Linked DNA regions of Gossypium hirsutum: region 2 is linked to region 1. Evidence: chromatin contacts called from public Hi-C data. All regions are on one chromosome and are shown on one strand. The core of a region is the stretch at or near the end of the contact, and the rest is flanking DNA. Distances in the headings are between cores, read along the strand shown. Region 1 holds the start of LOC107897086 (receptor-like protein kinase HSL1). Region 2 holds the start of LOC107897093 (protein SAWADEE HOMEODOMAIN HOMOLOG 2).

Region 1 (5,769 bases), core at 1,005-3,504:
GCCTCTCAATATGTCATGCGGCAAACATAAATTTAAATCTTTTAAAAATATTTAAAATTATATAAATTAATAAAAATGTATAAATTTTTCACATAAAAAATGAACCTGGTCTAATGCTTGTCAGATAGATCTGAATCTGATCATCCATTTACATTTGTTTAGATCCATTCTAGATGCAATTTTTAGCAAGCTTATATATTTTTATTTTTTTATAAAATATCAAATTTTAGGTTATTATTTAAAAAATATATAAAAAAGCATAAAATATTTTGAAATATATATAAAAATTTGCAACATATAATATATAAATTAATATATATATATATAAATACATAAAAGAAACTAAAAGGATGTTTACAATAATTGTCTAGATGCATTTGAATTTGGACAATTATGTATTTAAGTTATTTTTATGTAAAATCTTTTTAATCTTTTTAATTTTTATATTTAAAATTTTATTTTTTAATTTAGAAATAATATAAATAACCTAATATTTTATAAAATAAAAGCATATAAACTTACTAAAATATATATCTAAAATCAATCTGAATAAATTAGTAACTATTTGTCTAAATTTACTCTTAATGTAAAAAAAAATTGTATTTTTTATTAATTTATATATTTTTAAATATTTTAAAAAATTTAATTTATTTTCACCACATGACATATTAAGAGACTGCCACATGTCACCATAAAATTGACAATCAATTATACGCTAGTACAAATAGAGGCGAATCTAGGGGGGCTGGCAGGGCCCTGGCCCCTCTAAAATAGAAAATTGTTATTTAGGCTCTCAAATTTTTTTAAAAATTTTAGATTAATAAAAATAAAATTATATTTTAACCCCCTTTAAAATTATAAAAATTTAATTTAATCCTTTAAATTTTATAAAGATATAAACTATAAAAAATTAAAATTTCATTTGACCCCCTAAAAAGTTGTTTTGACTTCGCCCTTAAATACAAACTAATTATATTAGTACGAAAGTACCAATCTAAATAATCGAATACAAATTTTTAAAAATAAACTACAAAAATCAAGTCTATTGGCAGCACACAGATAGTATATGAATTTAAATAACATGATTATCATTATGCATACAATTACTTAATTTATAAAATACAAATTCTTTGTTTAATTCAATGATGTTACTTAACATCAAATTCACGCGGACATTAACAAAAAGGAAATAATTCAGGCCCACATTCTATTATAATATAAATATGATTAAAATATTATAATATAAATATGATTAAAATATATTATAACTCTTTGTACTATTTATAAATTTAAAATTTATTTATTATACTTTTATTTTAAAAAATTTAATATTTTTACTTATTAAATTTTAAAATTTATATCTAATTTTTTATATCGTTAAATCTTTTATTGAATTTATTAATGTGACATTTTATTTAGATTAAAATTAAAGGAACTTGAATTTGACAAAATAATTTTAATTATGTTAACAATTATACTTAAATTTTGAAACTTAAAAAATAAAGTACTAAATTTTTCAATATAAAAGTATAAATTAAATTTCAAATTTAGAAATAGTACAAAAATTTATTGCATATTTTGACCTATAGATATAATATATATATTATAATTTAAATTACAACTAATGGTAGCCAATGGAAAATAAAAGAATGGGTTTTGGTAAAAGTAAGATTCAAACAAAGAAATTAACAAAATAGGAAGTTTCCCGCAAATTGCCAAATTCTACTTTTTTATATATACATCGTGTTGACCCAATACTTCTAACGCTTGACTCGCCCACTACTCCATAAAAGCTTTTCAATGGCTGGGCCTATGCTTTCGCTTCACTCTTTTGTAGGTTTCATTTTAGTCAACAAGCAGCGCACCAGGGCAGAGCATGATGGTTGACTGTTCCACCAACTATCTTTTTACCAAAATCCTCGTATATTTGCTACTAATTGCGAAACTGTCATTCAAACAGCGTGAAGACTCAAACATTACGCAAGAGGAGAGAAAGTAAAAACAAATCCACAGTAAATGGATTTATTTATCAAATAAGATATATATCTATACGAAAAATCATTTGTTACACTCCCAGCAGAATTCACAAGCAAAAGCAAGGTCAAAAAGGTAAGTGTCAAAAGTAGAGTAAAAAAATTCAATTAATAAGAGTTCTTTTAGCTTCATTTGTGAGATTAAAACATTTCACAGAAAATAAAAAAAATAAAAAACTCGTATATTTAAGTAAGAATGGTTGTAGAGTAAAAGCAATGGCAATAGTAGAAAATGATTAAAATTAATGCGTGTAAAGACCAAACTCTTACCAGTTGCGACCAGAACTGATTCACAGTCTGAAATCTGAACCTGAAAGTCTATACTAAACAGAACCCAAAGCTTGCTTATAAGAGTGAGCCCAGGCAGGGCCGTGCTCACCCATGAAAGTTAAAAAACCAGCCCTTTTCCAGAAAGAAGGAAAGCAAGTACCTGTCCAATATCCAGAAAATGTCTGTATTATGCTTATCCTTTCTCTTCCTCCTCTTCCTCTCCACGCCCTTCAAAGCCATTTCACAAGACATCAACGCTGAACGAACCCTTCTTCTCAAACTTAAACAACAGCTCGGCAATCCACCCTCCATTGGATCCTGGAACTCATCATCCCCACCGTGTACTTGGCCGGAGATCAACTGCACCGATGGTTCAGTTACTGAAGTTCATCTCCGCGACAAAAACATCACAGTAAGAGTTCCTCCAACAATATGTGACCTTAAAAACCTCACTGTCCTTGACCTTTGCGACAATTTCATCCCTGGAGAGTTCCCAATCCTCTACAGTTGTTCAAAGCTTAAATTCTTAGACCTTTCTCAAAACTATTTTGTTGGTCCAATCCCTGATGATATTGACCGATTGTCGTCTCTGGTTTACTTGGATATTAGTGGCAACAATTTTTCCGGTAATATTCCACCAAGTATTGGAAGATTACCGGAGTTGAAAGCCTTGCAGATATACCGCAATCAGTTCAATGGAACATTTCCTAGAGAAATTGGAAACTTGACCAACCTTGAGGTTTTGGAGATGGCTTATAACAAGTTTGTCCCCATGAAAATACCACTAGAGTTCGGTCAGATGAGCAAGTTGAAGTACTTATGGATGAGAGAAACCAATTTGATTGGTGAAATCCCTGAAAGTTTCAACAATCTTTCCAGTCTACAGCACTTGGACCTAGCTATAAACAATTTGGAAGGCCCCATTCCTAGTATGATGTTCTCCTTGAAGAATTTAACAATTCTTTATCTCTTCCACAATAAGCTGTCCGGTGGGATACCCGAAACCATCGATGCATTGAATCTGATTGAAATCGATCTTTCGGTGAATAACTTGACAGGCTCCATTCCTGAAGACTTCGGAAAGCTGCAGCATTTGGGGTTTCTAAACCTGTTTGCGAATCAGTTAACAGGAGGGATACCAACAGGCATTGGTCGACTTCCTGCTTTGGGTGATTTTCGTGTTTTCCGGAACAGATTGAGCGGAGTCTTGCCACCGGAATTCGGCCTTCACTCAAAGCTTTTAGGATTCGAAGTGTCAGAGAATCAATTCAGTGGCCAACTGCCTGAAAATTTATGTGCTGGTGGTGTCCTACAAGGAGTGGTTGCATTTACAAACAATCTCAGTGGGCAAATACCAGAGTCGCTTGGAAATTGTCCTACTTTGCGCACTGTTCAACTTCACAACAACAAGTTCTCTGGTGAGATTCCTCGACATCTGTGGATGGCTTTCAATTTGTCGAGCTTGATGCTAACAAACAATTCCTTTTCGGGAAAACTACCAAGTAGAGTTGCATGGAATTTGTCAAGGGTGGAAATCAGTGACAACAAGTTCTCTGGTGAAATCCCAACCGGAATTGCATCTTGGTCAAATTTGGTCGTCTTTAAAGCGAGCAACAACTTATTTTCAGACAAAATTCCAAAGGAGATAACAGCTCTTTCTCGCCTCGATACTCTGCTTCTCGATGGTAACAATTTTTCCGGTGAACTACCATCTGAAATAATCTCATGGAGATCGTTAACTACATTAGATGTCTCCAATAACAAGCTTTATGGTCAAATCCCTGTTGCGATCGGGTCTTTACCTGATCTGCTGAACTTGGATTTATCTGAAAACCAATTCTCTGGTCAAATTCCTCCTGAAATAGGCAACCTGACGCTGACTTCACTCAACTTGTCATCCAATCAACTTGTTGGAAGGATTCCCAAGCAGTTAAATAACCTTGTATATGAAAGCAGTTTCCTGAAAAATGCTGATTTATGTGCAGATCATCCAATTCTGAAGCTTCCAGACTGCTATTCCGAACTCCATCAGCCCAAGAGACTGTCGTCTAAATACCTTGCCATGATTGTAGCACTTGCCATCATTGCTTCCACAGTTATCCTTATATTGACCTTCTTCCTAGTTCAAGACTATAAGAGGAGAAAGCGTCAAGAGTATCTAGCAACATGGAAGTTGACCTCATTCCAGAGATTGGACTTCACAAAGAGAAACATACTGTCCAACTTGACTGATAACAATCTCATTGGAAGTGGTGGCTCTGGGAAAGTTTATCAAATTGTCATAAGCCATTCAGGCGAATCTGTTGCCGTGAAGAAAATTTGGAATAGCAAAAGAGTGGATCACAAGCTTGAGAAAGAGTTCTTAGCAGAAGTTGAAATATTGAGCAACATTCGCCATTCCAACATAGTGAAGTTATTATGTTGCATTTCCAGTGAAGATTCAAAGCTGCTGGTATACGAGTACATGGAAAACCAGAGCCTTGATAGATGGCTTCATGGGAATAAAAGAAGCTCAGTGTCAGGGACGAGTTCAATCCACCATGCTATATTAGACTGGCCAAGAAGGTTGCGAATTGCAGTTGGAGCTGCTCAGGGGCTATGCTACATGCACCATGAGTGCCTTACACCAATCATCCATCGTGATGTGAAGTCTAGCAATATCTTGTTGGACTCTGAATTCAATGCAAAAATTGCAGATTTTGGACTTGCTAAGATGCTAACTAGGCATGCAAGTTCTCAAACAATATCAGCAATTGCAGGGTCTGTCGGTTACCTCGCCCCAGGTAAAAGCACTCAAAATCATTACAGTTGTCCCCTTACGAATCTCAACTATCTTTTGAATCAGAAAGATTGCAGCATCCCTTTAACACAAAGTTGTCATTTGCATTGCAGAGTATGCATATACAACAAAAGTGAATGCAAAGGTTGATGTTTACAGCTTTGGAGTGGTACTGCTGGAATTGGTGACGGGTAGAAAAGCCAACAACATAGACGAGAATATGAGCTTGGTAGAATGGGCATGGCAGCACTTCTCAGAGGATAAGCCAATAGAAATACTTGATCCAGAGGTCAAAGAACCATCCTACTTGGAGGAAATGATACTGGTATACAAAGTAGGAATCCTCTGTACACATGCATCACCTTCTACCAGGCCTTCCATGAATGAAGTTTCGAATATCCTTCGTAGCTGTTCTTTTCCTGATGGTCATGCAGCCAAAAAAGTGGGAAGTGAATTTGAAGTAGCTCCACGTCTAGGCAGAGACACTGATGCTTATTTTTCCAGTTACAAGCACAGTAAGAAGGGATCCGAGGAAGATGACAGCATGATTTATGTCGTCTGAATCTACAGATAGCAACGGTGACTCTAAAGTAAGCCTTGCTTGTTTATTTTAACACTTCTTAAGGATTAACATGGGAACCTCTGCTGAATATACTAGGTAAGAAAAAAAAAACTCCTTGGTAGTCT
Region 2 (5,769 bases), core at 2,100-4,599, 300 kb before region 1:
AAAATCAAGAGTGAGAAAGAAGAAAATTAAGCAACAAAGAGGTGTAAGATAATTGGAGAAATTTATAAAGAATAAGCGCACCAATGCTGACCTGCAAGCATAATACAAGATCTCCGACCATCACCTTATTACATTCAGAATGTTGAAATGGGATGGATCGATGTCGCACTGCCTTTTTTACGTTAACCCATTCATCCTCATCAGCCCCGAATCCAACAAATCTAACAAGAACTTCCTATAACAAACAATATATTTATCAAACGACTTGTAAAATAAATAGTTCTAAATCACCCTATTACCAGTCTCTGCCTAGATATCAATTTGAATCCATCATGCAACAAAAAGTTCGGCAACAACTATGACCACCTTAATATTAGCTGTGGAAGAGCATCAGTCTACACAGTGATTGCAATAGTTCAACTTAGTTACTTACAGGTTCTCCAGAACCGAGATGTCGTTGTGTGAGAAACGTATCAACATCATACCTGCACATTAAAATCAGCATGGTCCAATATAAGCTGGTCTAGATGATAAGATTTCCTATGACATAATAGTATAAATGCATGTCAATTCTAGTAGTTTTCTATATGTAGAGAGATCAAACGATAACAACAGAAAAGCCTAGACAGTTTCTGTTGAATTGATTTAGATTCGTGTTGCTTACCATGCTCCATCTTTAGATGAACGTGCCTCGAACTCTAGTCCCGATAGATCAGGGATCTTTTCTCCCACTTTCGAAACCACTCCAAGAGACAAAGAGGGAAAAATTTAGCTTCTAGAATAAGGAACTAAAGTGATGGTTAAGTTCTTTATTTCATTTTTATGTCATGATTTCTAAATCACAAAGCAAACGTAGAAATGACCAAGAAACCCGTTAGAGATTTCTGCGATAATATAATATAAACCATAACATTGTGCAAACAATTAGTTTATATGAGACCATGTGCAAAACAAAGTTGGGAGAACAATATCCTCAATGCTTATAGAGCTTTCATGTTCTATGAAATGGGGTAACAAATTGAACCGAAACAGTATTAGAACAACAAGACATCTGAAACTTTGCCAGTTTTGATTTTGAACATTCCACTTTTCAATTTCCCTAAAAGACACGAACCTTTGAGAATCTGAGGAATTTGAGGCCCATCATCTAGAGGGCAAGTTTCAGAGATTCTGGACTCAGTTTTGGATGTATCAGTCAAGGAAGGAACTTTAGATGCGCTTTCTTGCAGCCTAGCTAAGAACCAGCTTTGTACCTGAGAAAATATAAGGAATTAGGGGTCAATAGGAGAAATCCTAAACTGTTAACCATAAACACCATGATCATAATTTAAGGACAAGAGGAGAAATAATGAGATAAGTAACACCGAAAATGAAAGAAAGAAAAAAGTAAAGAAAGACCTTGGTCCATTTAATAATAGGTTTGCCAGCACGACCGGCAGATGAACTGCAAAGACAATATGCATCAATGTCTAATAAAATCATTTGGTTATCTATAAAAGGAAGGAAGGGTGAGAAATATGCATGAAATGCAACTAACCTGAAATTTCTAGCCATTTTTTTACAGAATTCCTTACTCAGCAATAGCTCTCTTGATTTCATTAAAAATTTCTCCATCTTCTTGATCTGAACATAAATATATAATAAAACGGGAAAATATATGTTTTATAATCCCATAACACAATAGCTTTGCAAAAAACACAAACATGATATATCTCAACAGTTACTACTACAAAAATTCTATATAAGGATCACATTGACTCGCTTAGAGCAAAAGGTTAGAATCAACAACACTTGAACAATATTACCATGTCAAACCAGAAGGTTGAAAGATACTAATTTTAATACATATGCACAAAGCATCATGCAAAGAATCAGAACTATGACATGCAAGATCCAGAATCAAGACAACAGCTCTAACTTCACATGTTCATGAATTACAAAAAACATTGACACGTATGCATGCCAACCGGAAGCAAAAATATGGGACGATCCATTAAAAGGTAAGAAATATAGGAAGCTTTCTATATCGAGCAATATGCATGTATGAAAAAGGGGGAAAAAAGGCAAGCCACCATTTGTTCTAAACCCCACAATTTGAAGCTCAATTTCGCAACTAATCATTCATTAACAAACCTACTACTGCTAACAGCACATATGAATACAATATGCTGATAATTTTCTTTGAGGGAAAAGAACATAAAAATAAACAAAAATGTTACAGCTAAATATACACCTTTGATAACAACCAGAGAAGCTCGTAACTATGAAAATAAAGAAATGCTACATAAAAATAACATACACGATCCATAATAAAGACATGAGCTCGAACTTCATGTGTTCACCAATTATAAAAAACATCAACGCGAATGCTGGAGCTAACCAGAAGCAGAAACATGGGACAATATATTTATAAAATAATAAATAATAAATAATAAAAAATAATGAAAAATCTAGAAATATAGGAAGTTTTCTATACTTAGAAACATGCATGTATGAAAGAGAAAAAAAAAGCATGCAACAGATTTAAAGCTCAATTTTTCAGCTAATCATTCATAAACAAACAACTACGGGTGACAGCATATGAATACAATATCCTGGTAAATATCTTTAAAAAGCAAAGAACATGAAAATAAACAAAAAAAGAATATATGTTCATGAATTAAAAATAACATCAACATGTATGCCAGAGCTAACCAGAAGCATAAACATGGTACAATATATTAAAAATAAGAAATAAAGTAAGGAAGCTTTCTATATTGAGAAATATGGATATATGAGAAGAAGAAAAAAAGCAACAATTTGCTCTAGACCCACAAGTTAAAGCTCAATTTCTCAGCTAATCATTCATAAACTGGTAACAGCATATGAATGCAATATCCTGATAAGTTTCTTTAAAAGAAAAGAACATGAAAATAAACCCCCAAAAATAAAAATAACAGCTAAAACTACATATTTGTTAACAAATGGAGAAACTGATAACTACCCAGATGAAGAAATGGCACTTAAAACAGAAAAGACATGGTTTTTCACCTCGGGTTTTGTAAACCCAGAGAAGGCTGCTCTTTGTCTCTGTCTCTGCCTTGGGCGTAGACGATCCATTAAACACTCCAAAACAGTTCCTTTGCTTTCTTCAAATACAAACTTTAAAGTTTAAAACTTGGTGGAGGCAACTGAGAAACGATTTGGGGATTCAGGAATCTTGTTTACCTTAGTGAACCCTAAATTCTTGAAGTTTCAGAGACTGTGTGTGTTGTACAGCGTATGTATGACCATTTAAGCGCCTTTCAAAGTCTCGGATTCAATTTTTATAGAATTATAAATTATTCAAACAGAAAAATCTTTCAGAAGTTCTAATTATAAATTTCATCCTTTTTATTTATAAAATTTGAAATATTAGTTCTTTTATTTTTAATTTATTAAAATTTGGTCTTCATTTTTTACAAAAATATAGTAATCCAATTGAATCACGTCACGTTGTTCAGTTAAAAGTCATCAATTCATTACTTTATAATATAAAAATTAAGGAAATATTAGCAGTTCAACAAATTTTTTGCACAAATTATAAAAATAAAAACATAAAAATTTCAACATGTGGATTAACTTCTTAATTTTCAAAAAATATAAATATCAAAATCTGAAAAAATAGAGGGACTAACTTCTGAGTTTTTATAAGTTGAAAGATGAAATTCATGATTAAACCCTTATAGAATTTCATCCTTATGTGCTGCGTCCTACTGAGTTGTTCGTATTTGGGCCTTGGGTCGTCGTATAAACTTTATTGGGTTCAGGTCTTGCCTAATCCAAAACAAAAGGGCTTCCACCTATTTATACCGGCAAATAAAGGGGAGTTGAATTCGTTCAAGTTTTTTGAATTTCTCGAATCGTTGGTGATAATTTGGAATATTAATTTTATGTTTTGATTTATTAGACTTATTTTAATAAGATTAATTTTATTTTATGGCTTTTGGATATCATTATACAATAAAATTTCAAAAGAAAAAAAGTCAAATTACTAATTCTTATAAAATATATATTTTTTTAATTATTTTCATTATTTTAAATATAAAATATTTATTATTATGTCATAAAAATTAAATAAAAAATAATATTTGATTTGAGTGAAGTAAATTTTTTTTTTTACTTATAGTTCATAAACTGTCTAAAAAACCTCAATTCAAATCGATGTTAGATTTTTTTTCAATTTTTCTTACTCATCTTTACAAGCAAAACTTATAAAATAATACATTAAATTTCAAGACAAGTAGAATTATTTATGAGTGGAGTTATCTTTCAAGTTTGAGTCCTTATAATATGTGAATCTAAAGAAAAACAAATAGCTTCCACAATTAAAGTCTCACAAACCCATTTTTATAATGGAAAATTACTTATATTATATTTGGATTGTATTCAAATTAAGGAAAGGAAAGGAAATGAAATTAACATTTTTGTCCTTTTTGTATAGTTTCTTTTATAAAAGGAGTTAAATTGTCCTTATTTTCCCTTAAATTACTTAATTTTTAATTACCTTAAATTGGGAAAAAAAGTTAGGGAAAAAAAATTAAGGCTAGTTTTAAGATGTGAAATTACATTTGTATCTTATTAATTTTTTATATTAATTATTTTATAAATGAACTTAATTAAAAAAAACCATATAATCAATTATTATCTTAATATCTCTACAATTTAATCAAATAAAAGTTATAAATATTCAATTACTTTACTTTCCTTTTTATTTATATAAACAAAATAAACCTACGCAAATATCTTTTCTTTAACATTCCTTTACTTTTTTTTTCCTTTTAATTATTTATCCAAACATAGGGTTAATATATTTAGACTCCTTAAGCATAATCACAAAAGTGTATACTGCAACCAAGGATTTCCCAATTCACTATACTTGAATTGTTACCTTTCAAGAAAAATGTATAGCTTTTATAATCCCTATCTTTTTCACAACGGTAAGATAGAACATTCCTCCTAGTTTTTATGGCTTAACTAAAACCCTTTAGCGTTTGAGGCTTAACTAGAAACCTTTTACAATCTACTTAAGGTTTTATACCTCAAAACCCTTAAGTATGCTCTTTACAACAAAGAGAAGATGAACAAACTAACATGAATCTCTAGTAGCCGTGTGTTTACAAATTGAAACTCTAAATAAAAAGATTTAAGAGTGAGAAAAGTTATTACCATAAGCTCTCAACAATATGTACAAGAGAAATGAAGAAAATAAAGATTCTAAGTTAATTCTCTTGTGTTTGATGCTTGGATATGTCTCTATTATGCATTGATGTGTCTTAAACTTGTATTTATACCAAGGAATAAGTTTGTGGATGTTTCTAGCCATTGGGGATGAATTCTAGTTGTTGGAATCATTAAATTCGAGCTTATTTGCAATTTCAGATATACTTGTATCAGTATAAGTGGACTTGTGTCAGTAGAAGTCTCAAAATTATGGCCGTTGGAGCTCGATGTATCGATAAAAGTCCATTTGTATCAGTAGAAATCTGAGGATTTGGTAGAAGATGCAGGAGAATCCAAAGATTGCTTATTGACTTACTTATATCAATAGAAGTCCCCTTAAGTATTAGTAAAAGTCTAGAGGTATGCTTAAAGTGCTCTGTGACTTACTTCTATTGGTAGAACTTCCTCTAAGTATCGATACAAATTCTCATAGTTGTATAAAATGAGTTAAAGCACTTAAAAACATTTTGGATTGACTCAAAAATATTTAGATAAATTAAAACACGTTTAAAATATGTTTTTGAGTAC

Evidence for each region. Hi-C and Micro-C count contacts between places; a contact is called where the count stands out from the background.
Region 2: a Hi-C map of leaf shows a contact between it and region 1, with 1.9 times the contacts expected there. The contact joins the promoter of LOC107897093 here to the promoter of LOC107897086 in region 1. A contact is called at or near these places in 2 of 34 Hi-C or Micro-C datasets (both in leaf).

Annotation. Positions count from the first base shown.
Region 1 is chrA06:32,142,201-32,147,969 of Gossypium_hirsutum_v2.1, reverse strand. It overlaps LOC107897086 (receptor-like protein kinase HSL1), which reads left to right and starts at 2,254. Exons shown (of 2, transcript XM_016822425.2): 1 at 2,254-5,086; 2 at 5,196-5,769. The coding sequence starts at 2,482. The coding sequence ends at 5,644. It overlaps LOC107897089 (a long non-coding RNA gene), which reads right to left and starts at 2,686. Exons shown (of 2, transcript XR_001684018.2): 1 at 2,464-2,686; 2 at 1,636-1,945.
Region 2 is chrA06:32,445,020-32,450,788 of Gossypium_hirsutum_v2.1, reverse strand. It overlaps LOC107897093 (protein SAWADEE HOMEODOMAIN HOMOLOG 2), which reads right to left and starts at 3,349. Exons shown (of 10, transcript XM_041115751.1): 1 at 3,208-3,349; 2 at 3,031-3,128; 3 at 1,538-1,623; 4 at 1,399-1,444; 5 at 1,115-1,253; 6 at 665-731; 7 at 434-485; 8 at 92-235. The coding sequence starts at 3,099.